2 separate regions of the Mus musculus genome follow, and region 1 is linked to region 2. Evidence: chromatin contacts called from public HiCAR-type data. All regions are on one chromosome and are shown on one strand. The core of a region is the stretch at or near the end of the contact, and the rest is flanking DNA. Distances in the headings are between cores, read along the strand shown.

Evidence for each region. HiCAR-type assays count read pairs that join an accessible place to other places.
Region 1: a HiCAR-type map of astrocytes shows a contact between it and region 2, with 8 times the contacts expected there. The contact joins two enhancer-like sites. A contact is called at or near these places in 9 of 484 Hi-C or Micro-C datasets (the Ba/F3 cell line, the P5424 cell line, bone marrow-derived macrophages and 5 more), 5 of 115 datasets of contacts at active chromatin or transcription factors (astrocytes, embryonic stem cells, neural progenitor cells and 1 more) and 2 of 9 other capture datasets (embryonic stem cells and pancreatic islet).

The regions. Positions count from the first base shown.
Region 1 is chr7:64,723,731-64,727,774 of GRCm38.p6, forward strand. All of the region lies in intron 6 of Apba2 (amyloid beta (A4) precursor protein-binding, family A, member 2), which reads left to right. Among named protein-coding and RNA genes, the nearest start is that of Nsmce3, 150 kb to the right of the region's middle. Within about 2 kb of position 2,366, at least 33 of the 459 cell types and tissues checked have an H3K27ac peak or open chromatin away from gene starts, as enhancers often do. A contact at or near this core is called in astrocytes, cerebral cortex and neural progenitor cells, where this site is marked.
Region 2 is chr7:64,349,357-64,353,491 of GRCm38.p6, forward strand. Fan1 (FANCD2/FANCI-associated nuclease 1) reads right to left here. Exons shown (of 14, transcript NM_177893.4): 11 at 679-782; 12 at 1-155. Among named protein-coding and RNA genes, the nearest start is that of Fan1, 23 kb to the right of the region's middle. Within about 2 kb of position 1,940, at least 60 of the 459 cell types and tissues checked have an H3K27ac peak or open chromatin away from gene starts, as enhancers often do. A contact at or near this core is called in astrocytes, cerebral cortex and neural progenitor cells, where this site is marked.

The DNA.
Region 1 (4,044 bases), core at 1,116-3,615, 370 kb after region 2:
TAGATAGATAGATAGGATCAGCTTGTTTAGTTACACACACACGCATTTCTCTTGACATCTTTATTTGGTGTGCATTAAATTTATCTAGTTAGAAGGAGAGCAACAGTTCTACAGATAGATATCCATCTCCCAGCCCAAAGAGGCTTTCTGGCCCCATGAGGTCAAACAGGTTTATCTTTAAAGCTTGTTCATAAACTCTGACACATATCCCCTTTGTTTATTCTTTGGTATTTTATCCCACATATTGTTTTGATAAATGTTATCTTTTGCTTCATTCCATTTTTCTGACTTGTTTGTAAGTACAAAGAAAGTTATTGATTTTTTATATTAAATTCTAAACCATTGGTTCAGTCAATTTTCTTAGATTTCTTTTTTTTTTCTTTCAGCCCAAAATACATTCTTATTTGTTTTCTTGGCTTCTTCCTGGCATAGAATCTTACCATCTGCAAATTAGAATGTTTTCCATCCTCCTTTTCTGTTTCCTGTCTCTTTTTCTTCTTGTCTCAATGAATTGGGTAGAAAATAAGGAACAGTGTTGCATAATAGTGGGAAATGCCACTATTAAAGATAAAGCACCACCCTTTTGAGAGACCCATCCTTTTTCTTTATCATAAAATTTTCATACATAGAGAAATTAGCAACAGAACCACCCCCCTCACCCTACACGGTCGCCGGCGTCAGACTCACAGTCACCACCTCTTTACGACTTGTGGTGCTTAGCCTCTATCTGCTTTCTCCTCTGATCTCTAAAGCAATTCCATTTTTCCTTTAAGTATTTCAATTATGTATCTTTAAAATATAGGAACTCTACTAAAAATAACTTCAATGCCATTGCCACAACTAAAATAAAGCTAGCAATCTTTTCTGTGTCATTGGTGCCAGCTAGTGTTTGCTTTTGCCCATGCATGGTGTCCCTCTGAATAGAAATCTAAACAAGCTTCCCTACTGAGCCTGGTTGATAGATTTTATAATCCTCTTCTATCTCTTATAGATCCTGCACTAATCTTTTTCCCCTCTAATTTTCTTTCTGTAGCTGTGAGGAAAACACTATGACCAAAGCCAACTTTGGAGAGACAAGGTGTATTTGATTTACATTTGCCGGTGATGGTTCATCACTGAGGGAAGTCAGAGCAGGGACTTGAGCAGGAGCTTGAATCAGAAGCCATGGAGGGACTGCTGCTTGTTGGCTTGCTCAAAGACTATGTGTTTACCCAGCTTTCTTATATAACCCAGCATCAGTGTTAGGGAAAGTGCCGCCCATAATGAGCTGTGTTCTGCTCCTTCGATTAGCAATCAAGACAAGCCCCCACAGACATGCCCACATCTGATCTAGACAGTTCCTCCAGGGAGGCTGGTTCAGAGGACGCATCATGCTGAAAATTAAAGCTGGCCATGACTGGTTTCTTTTTCATAGCAGTCTTGTTGACACACAGTATAAATCTGCATCGTTCACCTGATGGCACTTTTTGCACCCTAGGCTAGTATGGTTGCTTCCCGATGGCATTGTCTGCATGGTCCTCTGTCTATGCCCAGGAAAATGGTCAGGGTTTAGATATGGAGCAGTCATAATCAGTCTGATTGTGTGGGTAGAACTTCATAAATATCATCTTTTATTAGGAAGCTCACAGAACCTGGTTATCTCTCTTTTGATGATTTTAGTGACAATCAATGATCATTGTCTAGATCCATTTACTGGTTACTGTGATAGCATCCTTTCCTGGCTGTTGGTTCTGTGAACTTCTATATGGACAAACTTCTCCATGTCAGGCATTTGGTTATCCTGATTATAGTGCACACAAGAAAAGCTGGCAAAGTCTTGAATCCTTCACTTTAGCAATGTTTAATAGAGTGGGTTTCCCCACCAACCTGTAAAAGTATAAACAGTGGGCTTAGGGACTATCACTGGGCATCCTTGGGTCACAGCCTGATGAAGTGGCCCTGAAGACATCTTGCTTATAGATGCCTCCATACCTCTAATCAACTGGCCTTTGGAGGTTAGTTCCTAAGTCTTCTCGTGGCAGCCTTAGTGTGTTCCAATAGTCTGACATAATTTATTTATTTTGTCCTGGGAGTGAAGTCAATTATTTATTTTATCGTGGAACAAGGTGAAGTACTGCTTAGAGACTAAAATCTGGGTGAGGTTGAGGCTCCTTGCTGCAGAGCTTAGGAAGTAGTCACATGTGGTATGTGGCACAAAGCTCACAGCAACCCCAATTCCTGATACTTACTGCCATGCATACCCCTCACCCTGACCATGAGCTGGTAAAAGAGTTGAATAGGATGTTGCTTCCAAGATTAGGTTATAGACAGAGCAGTTTGTGCTTCTCTCCCTCTTGCTTGTTCTGTAAGGGAGCCAAGCTGCTGTGCTATGGTCCTCAGCTGCCCTCCAGAGAGGCCAGCAGGCAAGGGACCTAAGTCTCTGCCAACAGCCCTGGCAGGGAAGTTGGAATTGGTTTTTCTTGTTCAGCCCTAAGATCGTAACAGGCTTCACAATTACCTTGACTACAGCCTCCATGGAGATTCTGAGCCAGAGGCCCCAGCTGAGCCATAGCTGGAGTCCCAAGATAATAAGTGTTTGATGTTTTAAGCCACTAAATTCGGGGGTAATTTTTATGCAATTATACTCAATAAACAATAACTAGTATGCTATATTTTCAAAGTTGCACTGCATAATGATTCACAGGGACATTTTTCCTGGGGCTTCGGAGTCCTTGCACTTGAGCTTTCTTGTTCCTTTGTCCCAGGTTCCAATTCTCAATGGGATTGGGGTTATGCTTTTGTCTTAACTCTGCTACTCACGCTCCAGTTCCAGAGACAGCAGTATCGATGTTGCCAAGGATGCAGCCCAGAGGCTCAGTGAGGAGTTCCTGGCTTTTATTCTTGTCTTTCCAGCACAGCCCAGCAGCAATGGACCACCAAATGGCCTCAAGTGGGGGAAGGAACCATCTCCATGCCCGGGGAGGCTCTGGGACCTATAGTTCCTCCCTTCCCATAACACCCTATCCTAGATCCATGCTGTGCCCGTGGCAGCTTTTTGTAATGCTTGGGAGACATAGTTAGTTTTTTGATTATGTCACAAATGAGTATTCAGATTCATTTACCCCCCCCCTTTTTTTGAATTCTTAGAAACAAGCATTTGGGGCTGGAGAGATGGCTCAGTGGTTAAGAGCACTGACTGCTCTTCCAGAGGTCCTGAGTTCAATTCCCAGCAACCACATGGTGGCTCACAACCATCTGTAAGGGATCCAGCGCCCTCTTGTCAAGAGTGCAGGTCTACATGGAAGTAGAGCACTCGAATACATTAAATAAATAAATAAATAAATAAATAAATAAATTTTTCCTTTTTTTAAAAAAACAAAATCTAGTTCAATAAACACCAAGCTTTTGTCAGTATGACTATGACTCTGCAAAGTGCTTGCATGGGTCTAAGATAAACACACAACACAGGGCATGCATAAAGGTGTTCAGTCCCGGCTGCTTCCCTCTTACCTTCTCTGTAGAAGCCTTCCCCATATAGACAGCCATATATAACATTTAACATAGTTAGTAGCATAGTCTTTTTAAGTTTCATATAGGGTCTTATGGGGGGGTCATTCGATGTTTCTTTACATACTTGGTTTATGCAATGGTTAATGTTTCATGTACCATCATTGTCAGCTTCTCTCCCCTCTTTCAGTGAGAGGCAGAGAATTTAGGTTTCCTCTCTCCACCACGCCTTTCTCCTAAACACCGGTCCTAGCCACTCACTCAGGTCCCGCATGGCTCTAGTCACCTTCCAGGCTGCTCCATCAGACCCCAGTGTAGGATGGCTGTGCCCGGGGAGCTCCCAGGATTTTGCGTTCACAAACAGTGCCACAGAAAATGCCCCTTCCTGTTTGTCCAGGTTTTATTTTTAATTTATTATCCTTTTTTCTTAGAAGTCATCCACCCGGATACAGGCTAATACTAGGGTGTCCTTGGCAGAGCTGGAGACTGACCTGCACTAGGCCCTGATCTTTTCTCCTCTGCCAAGGCTTCTCCTCCTTCTGCAGCCACTGACCCTTG
Region 2 (4,135 bases), core at 690-3,189:
AGAGAGGCCACTCTGCCTTGCTGGGCCTGCCATGCTTCGCCCACCCAGGCCCGCAGGCTCTCAGCAGGGGCGCTGTGGATCAGCTGCAGCCTGGCTTCCAGGGCCTGCTCCCTGCTTGCGAAGAAGCTGTCCGTGAGCAAATCCAGTGGGGATGCCTGTGTGGAAGAGAAAGGGAACTTTCCTAACATGCCTGGGGAGGGCGCTTAAAAACAGGGGATGCTGGAGTTCCAGGAGATCTGGAAGCTGGCCAATTGGCTGACACATTTTTTTCCCCCTCAGAAGAGATGAGTTAAAATTATCAGACTCAAGGAATCTTAGCCTGGGTTTTTAGTGATTGTTTTTGCCCTGAGTGGAATTGGTTGAGCTCCATCCGGTGCTGGTGGGACTGTGTGTGAGAGCGCTTGGTTGGATGCTGGCATGAGGCCAGGTGCCCAGCTCAGGGTTCTCGGTGCTTGAGTCAAATGTAATACTGAAGGGAAACTAGGCTTGGGGTTAAGATCTACTAGTTCCTGTTTAAAAACAAAAGGTTTTTTTTCCAATGCAATTAGTACTACTGAGGGTAAAGCCCAAAGATGACCAAATGCCAGGCTGCTGCTGGCTTGAGACCCTGGTGCAGAGGAAGGCGTGAGGCACAGGCATACAGAGGAGAGGCCCTGGCACGATGGTGTTAGGAGTTACCTGGTAGGCATTTCTGAAGACGTCTGGTATTCCATCCATGAAGATGATATCCCACAGCAGGAGGCCACACAGGGTGCTGAAGGTGGACCCTTCTCCATGAATCCCTACAGCAGCGCCACAGGAGGAGAAAAACACCTGCTTTATCTGGTTGTTTAAGAAAATTGTGATGCCAACCAAAGAGTACACATGGAGGGACTCACGGCTCCAGCCGCATAAGCAGCAGAGGATGGCCTAGTCGGTCATCAATGGGAGGAGAGGCCCTTGGTCCTGTGAAGGCTCTATGCCCCAGGGTAGGGGAATGCCAGGGCCAGGAAGTGGGAGTGGGTGGGTTGTTGAGCAGGGGGAGAGGGGAGAAGATAGGGGGTTTTCAGAGGGGAAACCAGGAGTGGGGATAACATTTGAAATGTAAATAAAGAAAATATCTAATAGTAATAATAAAAAAGAATATCATGATGACCTAATGTAAATTTTTCTCTTTCAGGGAAAGAACTGAGATATTAGAATGTCTGAAAGACATGCTACTTCCAGCTTGCTCTTCACACTATATTCTTTGCACATAGAAGCTTTATTTAAGGAGAAAACTTCAAATGGGCATTGGAAGGTCACAGAGCAGTGGTTCTCAATAAGCAGGCTCTGGCACAGGCCTCTGGCAACCTACAAGAAATGATTCCCGAAGAGGGAATGACAAAAGGCCAGGCATTTGAGAGAGCCCCGCAGCCTCAGGTTTACCCAACACTCTTTCCATTCACAGGGCTCACCATTCATAAAGCCAATTTGGCCTGATGAGGTTACTACGGTGTTGCTGATATGCAAGGCTTCTACGGAAACCGTCATCTGTAAAGACCACCTAGTTCTGGTGCCTCCTCGTGCTGAAGACACAATCACCAGGAGACATCCTCATTGAACAGCTGGGTCCTAGGCCACTGCAAGGCAGCAGCACGGTGTGGAGAGAGGAAGGTCCTGGTATAAACTTCAGACCTGTGTCCCCGAGTGCTGCTTTATCAAGCTCCTCTCTCTAAGCTGGGTGTCTCTGCACAGCCACAAACAGCCCAGCAAAGGAAGACAGCTATGTGGTCATCTTTCCGCCTTCCTATCATGCTCACACTGGCAGCAAAGCTCCCAGGGAGCACAGGGGAGAAAGCAACGTGGGAGTCAAATGCTGGCACACTGGTCCTCCTGCCAACCGGGAGGCTGTGGCTGTAGCCTGTGGCTGTGTTCTATCCTGAACTCCAGAGCTGTGCAGGGCCTTGTTTGTTCCCTCCTAGTTCTGGCTCCCTTCCCTGTGGCCTGTTTCCATGGTACAAAAGGATGCAGTGAACAGGGCTTGCTCAGCCTGGCTGAAACAAGCCCTCCAGCTACCAAGAGCATTCACATCAAGGTACCAGGCTCTGGCCTGCCGGGAAGAAAGCTAGCTGGACCTAACTTCCAGGTTTCCATCCCTGTGTGAATAACGCTCCATCACTGACACGGAGGTCAGACTCATTCCTGACCGCTGTTATGCTCTGAATTCTGACTGAAGTCATTTTTTTGGAATAATCCTCCTGATCTATTCAGAAACAGCTTCCCCTGGAGGGTTTGAAATTTCCTCTACATAAATCCCTCTACAATAGAACCCAGCAGCAAGTCATATCAATTTTCCAATATATTAGAATGTAATATAAATTTAAAACATCTTATGTGGAGATATCTTATGTTCTGGAAAAAGAATTCCCTGCTGTTTTTCAAGCTCCTGGATAAACTGGAAATATTTTCCTGTGCTGAATTCCTCTGGCCAGGAGCTGGGACAGTTGACATGTCTGTGACATCACCTAGGGCCTGGAATTTCCATCCTCCTACATCTCTAAGCTTTTCAGGCTCGCTGCACAAGGACAGGATTTGGCTGTCCCCATGAGAACTCCTCAGCAAGCACAATGAGTGGACATCTCGGGCTGGCTGGTTAGATCCAGGGGGAGAGGCAAGAGGGAAGAGGAGGATGTGAGATGCTGAGTGGGTGTGGCTAGCACATACTCTCGGCCACCGCCACCATCTCACAACACTAGGATGAGTATTGTCCACCACAAAGCAGTCCTTAAAAATATAAAGTAAGCCAGGCGTGGCGGCACGTGCCTTTAATCCCATCACTCAGGAAACAGAGGCAGGTGGATCTCTGTGTGTTGGAGGTCAGCCTGAGCTACAGAGTGAGTTCCTGGCCAGCTGGCTACCCAGGGAGACCACCCTGACAGCCTACCCCACTGCGTTCCTTGTCTCTGGTGCCGACAGGGAGCTTCCGCTCTATTTCGTTCCTCCAGGGTTGACTTATGTTTTCCTGATTACTACGTTTTACAAAGGGGCCTGGGGTGGACATTTGATTTTTCCAATTAGAGGGCGTGTGCTCAAGCTTCCACTTCTAAAGCATTACTTGCAGTAAGTCTACTCTCTGAGACAAACTCTGAAGAAAGGCTAAAACGGGGAGAGAAACAGGTAGCGGGAAACGTACAAACTCAAGGAATTGCCAACTGACATTAGAAATGCACTATTTAAAACCAAAAGCCTCTTCACGCCTGTAATGCAGCAGGTCTCTCACACTGACGAGGGAAGCCAGAGCTGCTGTCACTCTGCGTGACTGTACCAACACTCAGCTCTGCCCACGCACATCGGACCACGACACTGTGGCCTCGCTATCCCACTCCCAGGAGGCATCCTGTGGCCAATGGCCCCTGCAAGAGCCGCCTATACACAGGCCAGCGAATTCTAAGAAGAGCTTGCCTGCCTGGCACAGAAGGCCCAGGAACAACCAAGTCAGGAATGCGGAGGTGTGCTGAGGGTCTGAGTGTGTATCATGTAATGAAGCACCCCAGAGCCCTAAGGGCAGCATGGCAGGAGGACAAGTGATGTGAGGGGCACCGTGGCAAAAGGACTCAGGGTCGAAGCCGTGTGGTGGCTGTGCAGCTGTTGTTGAAGCCAGTAGCATGTAGGCAATCTCACGACTCTGCATTGGTCAGCTCGCTACAGCAGTTTCTCAGTGGACATTCACACTCAATGGGCAAACCAGCAGGCCCTTCAGCACCCTCCTCTCCACCGGCAACAGACCACCAGGCTCTCAGCTCCGACACTTGTGTTCTTGGAAGCTAGCAGATTTCCTCTCAAGCTCCTCACACCTATGAACTTACCATGTGCCCACTGAGATATCTATGCCCCTCAGATGCATCCATCCTGGCCCTCAAGGACAGCTTCATTACCAGGCAGCCTTTTACAGGACAACTCTCTGTCCTCCTTCACATCTCTCCCCAATGCCAGCCTCTGGTAGCAAAGGCAGTCTCCTTACAGCGATCACCCTATCACAGAGCACCATCCACACAGCCGGCACAGTTGCACAACAATAACGGCCAAACACCAAGAGACAAACACCCTGACAACCAACCCAGTTCTTTTTCACACACCTCTAGTCAGCTGTGGCTGCTACTGAGGTCAGAGAGGA